Regions from separate parts of the Ovis aries genome. Here region 2 is linked to region 1. Evidence: chromatin contacts called from public Hi-C data. All regions are on one chromosome and are shown on one strand. The core of a region is the stretch at or near the end of the contact, and the rest is flanking DNA. Distances in the headings are between cores, read along the strand shown. Region 1 overlaps DPF3 (double PHD fingers 3). Region 2 holds the start of DPF3 (double PHD fingers 3).

Region 1 (6,175 bases), core at 2,431-4,930:
CATCAATATCTCTTCTGAGGACAGGTTATCTGGGGAATTTATGCTCTCTAATAATTACCTTGCAGAGGGTTCCACTTATCTTACCAGAAGAATCTGCCAGTTGCCAGACAACACAGGGTTCTGGCTAATTCCACCCACACTGCCCTCCACCTCCACCCTGGCCCTCCCAGCTTCCCAGCTCCTGTCCTCTGACCTCTAACCTTCCCTTCTCTCTCTGGCCTGAGGGAAGTTGAAAGTAGAAGAGTCTCACAGCGTCCAGCAGGCTGAAGGAGGTTGTGTGTGTCGGGGGGTGGCGGGGGGAGTGTTGGGGGTGGGGGTGCGTGGTGAGCTGTCCCCTATTGATAGACACGAGAGGTAGGTTGATGCAGGGCCTGGGGAAGCTGGCAAAGGGCTGCACAGGAAAAGCAAGAGCAGTGCTCTGGGGCAGACCGATTGGACTATTTTTGTCTTCACCTGACTGATGCCATCAGATCTGGATAGCATTTTTTTTTTAAATTTTTTGTTGTTGTTATCTTCCCATCTCTCCTCAAAACCTTCTTGTCCACACGCCCCTGCCCCGCCCCCCCCCCACCCCCCCCAGCCCTCCAATGACACCTCCTCCAGTAATGGTCTGGCCATTCATGCAGTAACTATCATACACTGCCTTGAGGGGCTGGGGTCTCTTTTCTTCCCTTTGGCCTCAGCTTGTGGGATCCTAGTTCCCCAAGCAGGGATTGAATCCCCCGGCCACAGAGTGTGAGTGTGATGTTCTAACTGCTGGACTGCCAGGGAATTCTCCAGAGTTTCTGTAAACACACATCCCAGCCCCAGCTGTGAGCTCCTTGAGAAAAGGCCATGGTTCATGCCCCCTCCTACCAGCATCAGCTCCTGAGCCTCAGCAGTACCGCTGACCAGGCCAGGCGTGGTTCTAAGCACTTTAGAAATAGGGACACATCTCACCTGCACGATGGTCCCATGAGAGAGATGCTCCACTGATCCCTCATCATGCAGTGAGGACAGCAAGGCTCAGACAGCTTAAGCCAGGAGTCTAAGGTCACTGAGGGACTGGCCGAGCCAGGGTGCGAGCAGGCAAGTCTGTCTCAGAACTGTGCTCTTCGACCACTCCACTCACGCTGCCTTGACAGTAAACATTTGCTGATCCATGGGAACGTTTTACATTATACCCACTGGACTGCAAGGAGATCCAACCAGTCAGTCCTAAAGGAAAGCAGTCCTGAATATTCATTAGAAGGACTGATGCTGAAGCTGAAGCTCCAATACTTTGTCCACCTGATGCGAAGAACCAACTCATTGGAAAAGACCCTGATGCTGGGAAAGATTGAGGGCAGAAGGAGAAGGGGACAACAGAGGAAGAGATGGTTGGATGGCATCACCAACTCAATGGGTACGAGTTTGAGTACACTCCGGGAGTTGGTGAAGGACAGGGAGGCCTGATGTGCTGCAGTCCACGGGGTCGCAGAGTCGGACACGACTGAGCGACTGAACTGAATTGAACCTACTTACACCACCTTTTTCTAAAATAATAATATGTATTAAATAATATGGAGAAGGCGATGGCACCCCACTCCAGTATGCTTGCCTGGCAAATCCCATGGACGGAGGAGCCTGGTAGGCTGCAGTCCATAGGGTCTCGAAGAGTCGGACACGACTGGGCAACTTCACTTTCACTTTTCACTTTCCACTGTCATGCACTGGAGAAGGAAATGGCAACCCACTCCACTGTTCTTGCCTGGAGAATCCCAGGGACGGGGGAACCTGGTGGGCTATTGTCTATGGGGTCACAGAGTCGGACATGACTGAAGTGATTTAGCAGTATTAAATAATAAGAAAAACAGCTCACGGTCACTGCTCATGTGTAGACGCCAGACCTCCCCCTCACCCTAGATGGTGACGCCATGATCCAACCGGTGCCCAGCTCCCCGAAGCCTGTCTGCCTTGAAACACCATCCTCCTCCTGGTAGGGGGCCTGCAGCCCCCTCTACAGGCATCCTCTGGTCGTTACAGGGCTGGCTGCTTCTGCTCCTCCCGCTCTGCTCAGCCCACCCCCTCAGAGAGCACCTATTCTTCACCCATCACTCTGGTTTATGGTCTTTTCAGCACCTTGCCAACTATTAAAACTTATTTTATTTATATTTACTTGCTACCTGTCTTCCCCCCGCTTAGATATGTCAGCTCCTAGGAGGAAAGACTGGTCTGGCTTGTTCACCCTTGTATTCCCAGTGCCTAGGGCTGGGTACCTGGCAGAGGAGGCACTCAGTAAGTATCACGTGGGCACTGGATAAATGATACCCCATTAGGCCTTACACAATACATGGCAGCTGCTCAGCTGGACACTTTCATGTGAACCCAGCTGATCTGTGTGATCTTCATTTACAGTACACAAGGAACCTTGCTGAGTACTTAGTATTTCATTATACCCCAATGTGACAGAGACTGTCTTTACCATTCCCATTTTACAGATGAGGAAACTGAGGCTTGGAGAGCTTACACACTCCCCCAGGACCGCACAGAGGTACACTGAGTCCAGCCCCTATTCTGTCTGCCTCCCCGAATCTCTTCCATTGGCCCTTCCCAGTTTTCTCTCTGCCATGCTTCTCCCTGCCATGTCCCCCCAGGACTCCTGCACAGTCAGCCACTTGCTCCCTCCCCTCTGCCTCTGGTGGCCTGGGCCAGCCACAGGTGCCAGGGGCAGATCAGAGAGAAGGAAAAGAGTGAGATGGGGTCTGAATTCCCTCGGCTACCTCCTCGCTGGGTCACTGTGGGGTGGCTGCAGCTTCTACTAAAGGTCACAGCTCCTGTCGGGCAGCCCTCTCCACACACAGCTGCCCTCTGCCATCCCAGGGACTGTCCCCTCTCCCCTTGACCTCATCCTGGGGCGCTGCCATCTCCTTGTACCTTCCCCTGTCCACACTTTCATAAATAGCCATCTCCGGGTGAAGCAGCGGCTTTCCGCTGGAACCCCGAGTCTCCAACATGCAAACTCTGCCCAGCCTCTGCACCTCCTCCAGAACCACCACCACCCCCTGCAGTCACTGCCCCCTCGGCTGCCCCTGCTCCCTGCAGCTGCCTCCGCCAGGCCCTTCCCTACAGCCTGGGGGCTGTCTCCTTCCAAGACCTATAAATAAATGGTGACTTGCTGGCTGAAGGTTTTCCTGGCAGACTCTGCCCTTTGCCAACCACAGAGCGGGAGAGGGGCACTCCAGGGAGGCCCTGCAGGGACCACAGCCTCCGCCCAGGACTGGAATGGGAAAGCACAGGTGACTGCACCCAGGGCAGGGGTGTCCTTTGCTGGACTCAGGCTCCTCGGTGGCAGCCTGCTGGGGACCCCTCAGATGGTGTGCCGGTAATTCACACAAAGCTGGTGGCCCCCCAGCCTCAGCGATCACACTTGTCAGGCCACCGAAGTGTGGCAGGTATGGGACTCAGCTGCCACGTGGGTCATCCTCCCTGAAACCGACAGATGAGGAAGTTGCAGCTCAAAGAGGACAGGGAACTTAACCAAAGCCACAAAGCTACTAAGTGGCCAAGGTTGGAGATCAAAGTACATATCAGTCCACATCCTCAGACTTTAATTTCCCACCAGTCCAGGTGACCTCACAGGCCAGCCCCTTAACTCGGCAAGGTCACAGACTCAAACCCAGTCCAGGGAGACAGTCCAGAGTCACCGGCCACCCAAGGTCAGAAGCAAGTCAGGTGGAGTGGAGGTGTGGGCTAGGGAAGGGAGTGGAGGGCTCCAGGCTGTCTGGAATGACAGGCCCCCACCGCTCCTTTCTACAGAGCTGACAGGGAGCCGTGTGTGCTCATCCTGGTGCCCACAGCAGCATTTCAACAAACCCACCCACAGGCTCGGACCCTCCATCTCCATGTTCCAGACAGTCACGAGGAAACTCCAGAGGAGGGCGGAGGGACCAGGTGGCAACAAAAAGGGAGAAAGCCTTCCTGCTGTGGGACCTAATATTCCCCATTAACACAATTCAAAGACTATAAAGACTTGTTTTCTTTTTTGGAAGGCAATGGCAAAAAAAAACACACACATTTTTAGTCTTGGGAGTGATTTTTGGAGGATATAGACTCGTAATGATGCACACAGGCACACACACGCGCATGCGCACACACACACACACACACACACACACACACACACACACACACACACACCCCAGCTCTGCCACCACACAGCCCAAAATAGTCCAGACTTCAGTCCTGGCTCCTGGCTTCCTGGAGAACCCAGCTCAGCACAGTCTCCTGACCTCAGTCCACATGATTGCTGGCCAGCTCGTTCCCCGGAGTAACAAGCACTCCCAGGACCCACAGCAGTGACACCTGCACGTCCAGACCATCCCACCCCCACCAAGCCCTGTCTGACGTGTCCTGACAGGATGAGGTCCAATTAGCAGAGGATGTTTCTGGTGACCCAGCGTGAGATGGGCCCCAAGTCTCCAGAGCCTTCCTGAACCTTCTCTCCCCTAGTCCCTCTAAATCTTAAATCACTGATGTGACGTCTCTAGGTGAATGGCTCCCACAGCATTTTATAGACTGTTTGGAAAACATCCAGAACAGAAAATATTCTTTAAAACAAACCAAAAAAAGACCATTTTAAAACACACAGAACTCAGCTTTAAATCTGTGCACAACTGGAATTTGAATACTTTCACTCTAATCAAAAACATTCCCTGCCCGGGACTTCCCTGGCAGGCCAGTGGTTAAAAGTCTGCGCTCTCAATGCAGGGGGCACAGGTTTGATCCCTGGCCAGGAAACTAAGATCCTGCATGCCACACGGTGTTGCCAAAACAAAAAGATTCCCTGCTCTTCCCTTTAAATACCAACAATATAATCTTCCCTAAAGATAAGAGAGGGCTTTCCTGGTGGCTCAGCGGTAAAGAATCCACCTACCAATGCAGGAGATGCGGGTTCAGTCCCTGGGTCAGGAAGATCCTCTGGAGGAGGAAATGGCAACCCACACCAGTATGCTTGCCTGGGAAATCCTATGGGCAGAGGAGCCTGGTGGGCTACAGTCCATGGGGTCGCAAAGAGTCAGACACCACTTAGCAACTAAACAAGAACAGCAGCAAAAGAGCAAAGAGTCAGACGTGACTTAGCCACTAAACAACACAAAAGATAGGAGAATGGCAAACATCATTAGATGCAATTAATATTCAGAGAAACTGAGAACAAAAGAAGGAAAATCAACATCTTTGCCTCGCTCTGCCCAGTGTTGCAAACAGAGTAATAAGTTGTGGGAGACCTGGAGAGGAAGGAAATCAAAACTGTCAGACAGCAGTTATGAGGCAATTTAATGAAGCTGCATCGTCCCATACAAACTGGCTGGGCAAAGAAGACCACTAGGGCTGACAAGACATTCCTGGGGATGGTATAGGGCAGAGACAGCTGGGGTCACTTGCCTTCTATTCATTATCTGGCATGAGGCTCATCAGTGGTAAATTCTCTCTCACAAAAGCAAGATATAAAAGAAAGCAAAAGGGAGGAAGTAGCCACACAAGCTGCCAATTTATTAGAGACGTGGGTAATTTCTAAGCAAGGGAAGGCACGTGGGCTCCCCTCCAACCTGCAGCTTCACACTAAGTTTAACTCCATCCTCACTCTTTCCTCCCATCTCTCCTCCATATTCGAGAAGGAACAGAGGAAATTAACAAACCCGCACTCAATTCCCACCCTAGCTGGGCCATTTGGAGCACCTAAAGATGGGTGAGGGAAGCCCTGGGAAAATAGAGACCTTGAGGGATTGCCACCCCCACTTCCTGCTTGGCGCCTGACATCAGCAAACTCAAGAATTTCATCAGGTCCACCCACGAGCCCAGGTACGGGGTGCTAAGCGAGAGAGCCAGCTCCATGCTGTCTGTGCACCTGCAAGAGTAAATTCCTCGCCGTCCAGCTGGGCTTCCTGGCAGCCCCTCAGTCCATTCTCTGAATCCCCGGATGGGGATTCACAAAGCTGCCCCTGGTTTGTCTGAGTGACAGCCATCCAGTCATTGAGCTAGTAGGCAGGAGTGCTTGCTCCAGGCACGCCACACCATGGGAGGGGCAGCAAACATTTCAGTAAAGGGCTGGGCGCTGGCATTAGGAGGCCAGGTTTGAGTCTTGGCTTCTCATTTATTTGTTCTGTGACCTGTTGACCAGTCTGAGCTTCACTTTCCTCCTCTGTAAAATGGGATA
Region 2 (6,175 bases), core at 1,650-4,149, 95 kb after region 1:
TTCAAGGGAAGGAAGAAAAAGACTCTGAACGCAGACAGAAAATGCTAATGCTGTTCAGCTCCGTTTCATTGTCAGGAGGGACACAGGAGGATAAAAACGTAGCTCTCCAAACCTTTCTCACTGCTCCCCTCCTCCCAGCACCACCATCCATCCCTTCCGCTTGATGTGCCTCTGCGCTTTGTTCTAATTTATCCCATGCATAATTTATTCACGTGTGTATTGTTTCCTGATCAGCAACTTCTAAAAACAAATGAAACATATAAGATGTTCTATTAAACAAGTTGTTTTTCAAAATAAAGGCAGATGATGTAGGTCTCCCCGTAACGTCGTGCATGCTCCTGTGTTAGGAGTTTTAAAACTGTCTAGGGCGCAGGAGGCTCGGCTGGTTGGTGGTATTGTTTACACCCACTTATCCCCAGGGAAAGGAATCTGGATGCAAAAAATGAGCGGCTAATTATAAATGACCATTCAACTGCCACCTAGAAAAAGCCGACTGGAGTGTCGTGTGTATGCTAGTGTGTGTGTGTGTGTGTGTGTGTGTGTGTGTGTGTGTCGACACGGAATTACAAATACATCACATTGCAACTGTTTCTAATTTACAAAGTACAAGTGTAATAATTCAGAACTAATTCCAATAACCAGCCCGCGACTCTGTCCCTTTCCGCACTTCTAACCCCACCCCACATATACACCCTCCCCGCAAAACGCATCCTTCAGCGGTCCAAAATAAACAGAAACAAAAAACTGGAGCGGGCAGGAATGAGTACAGAGATATTGCGCCCGCCCGCGCGTAAGCGGGTTCCACGGTAACGAGGGTACCGCTTTCCCAACAGGAAACAAACCTGGCGCACAGGCGAAATAGATTTCTCTAACTTGAGTTTACCAGGAGGCATCAGCCCCGCTATGCGTTTTCGGCTGGAAATGTGAAAACTGCAAATCAGCTGTGGGCTCGGTTAAAAACTCACAGCATCAGCGATGTGGCTAGCGAGAGCGACGAAGAGAGGGGATGCCGCGAAGTTACGCCCATTTATTCTGCCATAAAACATTTGTTTTCTTGGGTGAAACACTGTGGCGTTCAAGTGCAGTGTGTCGGAGCTTCCGAGCGAGAACTGAAGCCGGGAGCTGCTCTCTAATCAGCCCCAGCTTCCAACGTCCTCTTAGCAGCGTTCGTGTGTGTGTGCGCGTGTGTGTGTGTGTGTGTGTGTGTGTGTGTGTGTGTGTGTGTATGTAAAACTCCAAAATCTGGGACATTCCTACCCTTTTCCCCTATTACCGATAGGAAATAGCTGGTGCAAACACTTCCCATTTTCTCGGCGCTTTCCTTGGCGTTAAGACCCACCCCCCCCCCCCACCCCCGCTGCCCTCCTCCCACCCCGCGTGCGAACCTGGCTTTCAACTCCTAGGGGAGCCGCGGGTGCGGACGCGGAGGCGCTGAGTTGAAAGAACCAGAGTGGGCATCAGCCACGCACCGTAGAGAATCCGGCACGAAACGCCCCCCCCCCGCCCCCGACACACACACCCGCACCTCCCTCTCTCCTCTCGCCCGCGGCTTCCAGCCCAGCTGCGAAGTCCTAATCCCAGGCGCACAAACCCCCCACCCAGCCACCCACCCACGTCGCGCCGCGATCCGAGGGAGCGCCCCTCTGCCAACATCACTGCCAGTAGCACCCCTGTTAGAGCGATGCTAGTTTCCGAACCACCCCCGGCTCCGCGATCGCGAGCGGACTTGGCGGCTTAACAGTTCCACCGACTGGAAGGAAGGAAGGAAGGAAGCCAGGATAAAAAGGAGTGGGGGAGGAAGGCGGGCAGGAATTGGCTGTGGGACCCGGGGCTGGCCCCTGCGTGTCCTCGCCCAGCCCGCCCCCCTCCGTCCCGGATCTGGGCGTCCGCTCAAAGTCTCCCGGCGGCGGCCAGAGGCACCTGCCCCTCGCTCTGGCCGTGAGCAGACGCTGCCGGCTCGGGCGGCGAGCTCCCCAGTAAGCTGCCTCTCGCTCGCCTTGGCTATTTACCCGCAGGAGCCGATAACACCATTTATGAGACCTGCAGCTCTTCCCTGTCTCCAAATCAACCCCAAGTTAACCCGAGTCGTTCATTTACTACAGCCCATTCCCGGACAAACACACCCGTAGACACACCGGCGACCGCCCGAAGCGCCGTCACGTTCCCGGGGGCTGCCCCGGCAGGAAAGCCCCGGGCAACCACCTGGGCCCCAGGGCTCCCGGGACCCGCTGCTCCCCCCTGCGGTGCTCCCAACTCCGGAAGGTTTGCACAAACTCCCCGCAAGCGATCGGAAGGCAGAGAGCGCCCTGCAAACTCCAGAGCTGCCGCGGTCCGGTCGCCCCGGAGGACCTAGCAGCCGGGCGGGGGGCCGCGGGCTCCGGAGGCGCGGGGCTCAGCCAAGTGCGCCCAAGGCGGCCCCAGAGTCCAGCGCTAGCCCCCAGCAGGGCCGGCCCCGCCACCCCCGCGCCGCGCGCCGCGCTCCCCGCCCCGCGAAGCCGGGGAGACTCAGGGGACCGTGCTGTCCCCGAGCTGCCCACGATCCCCTAGCTGTAGAGCTCGCGAGCGCCTGGCTCCCCTACCGACAACCCCTCTCTTCTCGGTCCGCCAATTTAAAAGAACACAAATGTAACAATTTTCTCCTTGTTAATTGCATCTCCTGACATTTCTGCGCGCTGGGGTTTAGGAAAAAAAAAAAAAAAAGATGAAGAAGTAAGAGCTGAAAGAAAAGAGAGAAGCCCCGCCACGGCTGTAGGTGCCTGTAAGCGCTGTGCATTGGCAGCGCTCCGCACGCAGAAGGCGCCTTTTTTTTCATATTGAAACCACGCGGAATATGTACATTTTTTAGTCTTACTTACGCTTTCAGGGGGTTGTGAATGACAGTCGCCATTTTGCTACAATGTAACAGAATATTGTCTGTCTCAGAGTTCTAAAGGTTCGCTCAGGGGAAGCGGAGAGCCAATCAGAGTACGGGATACCGGCCCGCCGGCCAATCGGCGCGGCTGGTCGCCAAGTGGGTGGAGCCTGCACGGTGGTAGTTATTAGGGGAGCTGTCAAAGCCCAGAGGTCACTCCCTTTTGTAGAGCCCGAGAGCAAGCAGGTCTTAAAGGGGCAGTACCGCGCGAGCAGCTCCTTTTCGGATTGGGGAAAGTGGAGACGCACGGAGAAGTATCTTAGTTTGATTTGAATCCCTACTTTCTAAATAACTGCAGAGAGTTGCGCTCCTGGACGAAAATATTTAAGTACTGGATAGAAACATTTAAGTATTGCCAACAAACCGCTGAACTCCATTCATTAGCTTTTGGCTTTGCTGTTACGTTCCTAAATCCCCCAAACGGCAAATCCCCTTGTTCCCATGCAAAAGTTGAAAGGCTGCCGTTTCGTCTAACACGTGTCCTGTCGTTTGCTAATCCTCTGAGTCTTGCGGCTGTTTTATATTCTCCTTCCCGAAGTGTTGTCTTTATCTCGGGCACCTTCCCTTCTTGGCTTCTTGAAATGCCGCCGCCGTTCCTGGAGACTCCAGGACAGCAGCTCCCCTCCCCCTGGAATGTCTTGATGTCAAGCTCGCTCCCTGGGCTTTCGTTACGTAATGCGAGGTGGTCACTCTGACGGATCCCGACTACCCCCTCTTCTCTTCTCACACACACCAGAAACTTCTGAAATGGTCAGATTCCAGCTGACTTGGGAGCTAACTGGGCCCTGGCACCTTGACCTTTAGGCTTAGGGAAGAGGAGATTTAAAGGAACTTTGCAAACTTTTTGCTCCCAGGAAAGCGAGTAACCAGCCAAAAGTTGTGGAACCTAGGCTGGATGTTGCCAGGGTCTCTTTCGGGGAGTAGCACACCCGATTCTGGAGTCACCTTAAGCTGATTAGATAGAAGGTGAAAAGACTTTGCTAATGAATAATCCGATGTGACCCGAGGCGTTCAGAGAGTCTCTGTCTGCTTCAAGCCAGTGCGAACTACTCACTGGTGAACCCCCGACAAAATCAGAAGACTTCTGCGAAGCCAAGCTTCCACTGGGCAGCCTGGAAGCTCTGGGGGGATGAAATCGCACTAAAGCATGAATAGCGGCCTCGTTAGCATACAGAAATCTGGCTCCCGTCCCAAAGTTGTTTAATCGGGTCAAATAGCTAAAATAGTGGGGGAGGGGTGAAAAAAGGGGAGAGGAGATGCCAAATTGCCAGGTTTTCAAAACTGTGCCCTCTCACTTCCTTTCTCAAAGCTGCTCTCAAAGCAATGGATACAATAAATAAAAATTGTTTTATGTTCCAGAATTTTCAGAGTTCAATTCCACACACTATTAAAGTTACAGATAAACAGAAGAGGACTGAATCAATATGTTTGTAAGGCTTGACATTTTTAACCCCTTCTTTCTGCCAAGTTAATAGCAGAGTCAAGTTCTATAGATTGCTGTGTAACTTTTTTTTTTTGAAGTACAGTTGATTTACAGTGTTGTGTTCATTGCTGCTGCACGGCAAAGTGGTTCAGTTATACATACGCATTTTTTTAATATCCTTTTCCATTATGGTTTATCATAGGATATTGAATATAGTTGTCTATGCTATACAGTAGGACCTTGTTGTTTATCCATTCTGTGTATAATAGTTTACATCTGCATCATACATCTGCTAATCCCAAACTCCCTGTGTAACTTCTTGCACAGCATCTTACAATTTGAAAAGTTATTCCCCTTTTCTAAAATTAAAATTTGAAAAGTCTGGTCCTTTATTAATTTGTCAAGGGATTGGTTCAAAAGCTAATACTTTGCCTGTGATGGGCCTTGACAACATTAAAAAGCCCAAGAAGTATGAGTTTGAACTATCAGTCAGAACTCCCAAAGCCTCCTTGAGATATCAAAAGCACAGCACAGGGAACTCAGTTCAGTGTTCTAGGATGATCTAGACGGGTGGGCTGTAGGGGGTGGGAGGGAGGCTTAAGAAGGAGGGGATATAAATATACTTATAGCTGATTCATGTTGTTGTACAGCAGAAACCAGCACATTGTAAAGCAATTATCCTCTGATTAAAATTTTTTTAAAAAAGCATAGCAATTCAGATTGGAAAGCAAAGCATGTTTTAATATATGCACTTGATAAATAATCAGAAAAGGTAGTGCCTGCCCTGAACAAGGCTTACAATAGGAGAGGGAAAATATATTTATATTACATACTCTAAGCATGTATAGTCATTTATTGAGTTAAGACCAAGATGCAGAAACAAGCATAATTCCTAAATATCCAGTACATCTGAAAATGGCAGACTAGATCTGTCTCCACTGTGAGGAACTAACCCAGAATTTAAGCATTTATGTTATATTTTATAATAATTGAATTAAAAAATATGAATTAAGAACAGGATTTTGGTTTCTTAAGTAGCATAGCCTTGCCTTTTATAATTTAATGGAATGCCATTTTAACTCTGTCAACATAGATATGACTTTTAAGTAAGCAGAATTGTTGTGAATTCACCTTTTATCAATTATAAGACATATAAGAGTTATTATTAATTTAGCTTTGGTTTTTATGTCATAGATCAAGATTTTTTTCTACAATAAGGCAAGTTCTGTCAATTTGCAGATAGTCTGACCCACCTGCAATGAGGCTAAATTGTTCAAATAGGACTTAAAATGTACTGCTCTCACCCCACAAAAAAAACACATATTTTTTGCCAGAATGCTCAAAAGCAAAAGAACTTAGAGCAGACAGGTTTAAACAAGACCATAACCCTAAAAATTTGGGAAGAATGTTAAATTTTACTTTAATTTTGCAAGGCAGTGCTGTATATGATTTAGAAACTTGGGCCCTAGAATTTACCTGCTTGAGGTCACCATTTGCAAGCTGGGTCATCTTGAGCAAATTTATTTAGGAACTTGAATGTCTCAGTCTCCTCATCTGATAAATGGCAGTAATAATAGAACCTACTTGAATGAAGTAACGCATGTTATGTGTCTGGCACATAGCAAGCTCTCGATTAAGGCTGATTATTATTATTTATGTAGGTATTTAATTCTTTCCTGATGGCATAAGGAATGAAGGGGAACCAAATAAAAAGACATATCAGAAAGTGAGTGTCCATCAAGTTTAGTTTTTTTTAACTCATTAATTCAAGAAAAATAAGCAAAGAACAACTTTGATGAGAATGAAATAGTAAATAGGACTAATTAAGGGTCATATAATTA

What was found. A called contact is a pair of places that touch in the nucleus more often than the background predicts.
Region 2: a Hi-C map of liver shows a contact between it and region 1, with 2.3 times the contacts expected there. The contact joins the promoter of DPF3 here to the enhancer-like site in region 1. A contact is called at or near these places in 3 of 16 Hi-C or Micro-C datasets (hypothalamus, liver and muscle).

Annotation. Positions count from the first base shown.
Region 1 is chr7:82,392,096-82,398,270 of ARS-UI_Ramb_v3.0, forward strand. All of the region lies in intron 1 of DPF3 (double PHD fingers 3), which reads right to left. Among named protein-coding and RNA genes, the nearest start is that of DPF3, 95 kb to the right of the region's middle. Within about 2 kb of position 3,681, at least 7 of the 54 cell types and tissues checked have an H3K27ac peak or open chromatin away from gene starts, as enhancers often do. A contact at or near this core is called in liver and muscle, where this site is marked.
Region 2 is chr7:82,487,748-82,493,922 of ARS-UI_Ramb_v3.0, forward strand. It overlaps DPF3 (double PHD fingers 3), which reads right to left and starts at 2,900. Exons shown (of 11, transcript XM_012181974.4): 1 at 2,856-2,900. The coding sequence starts at 2,887.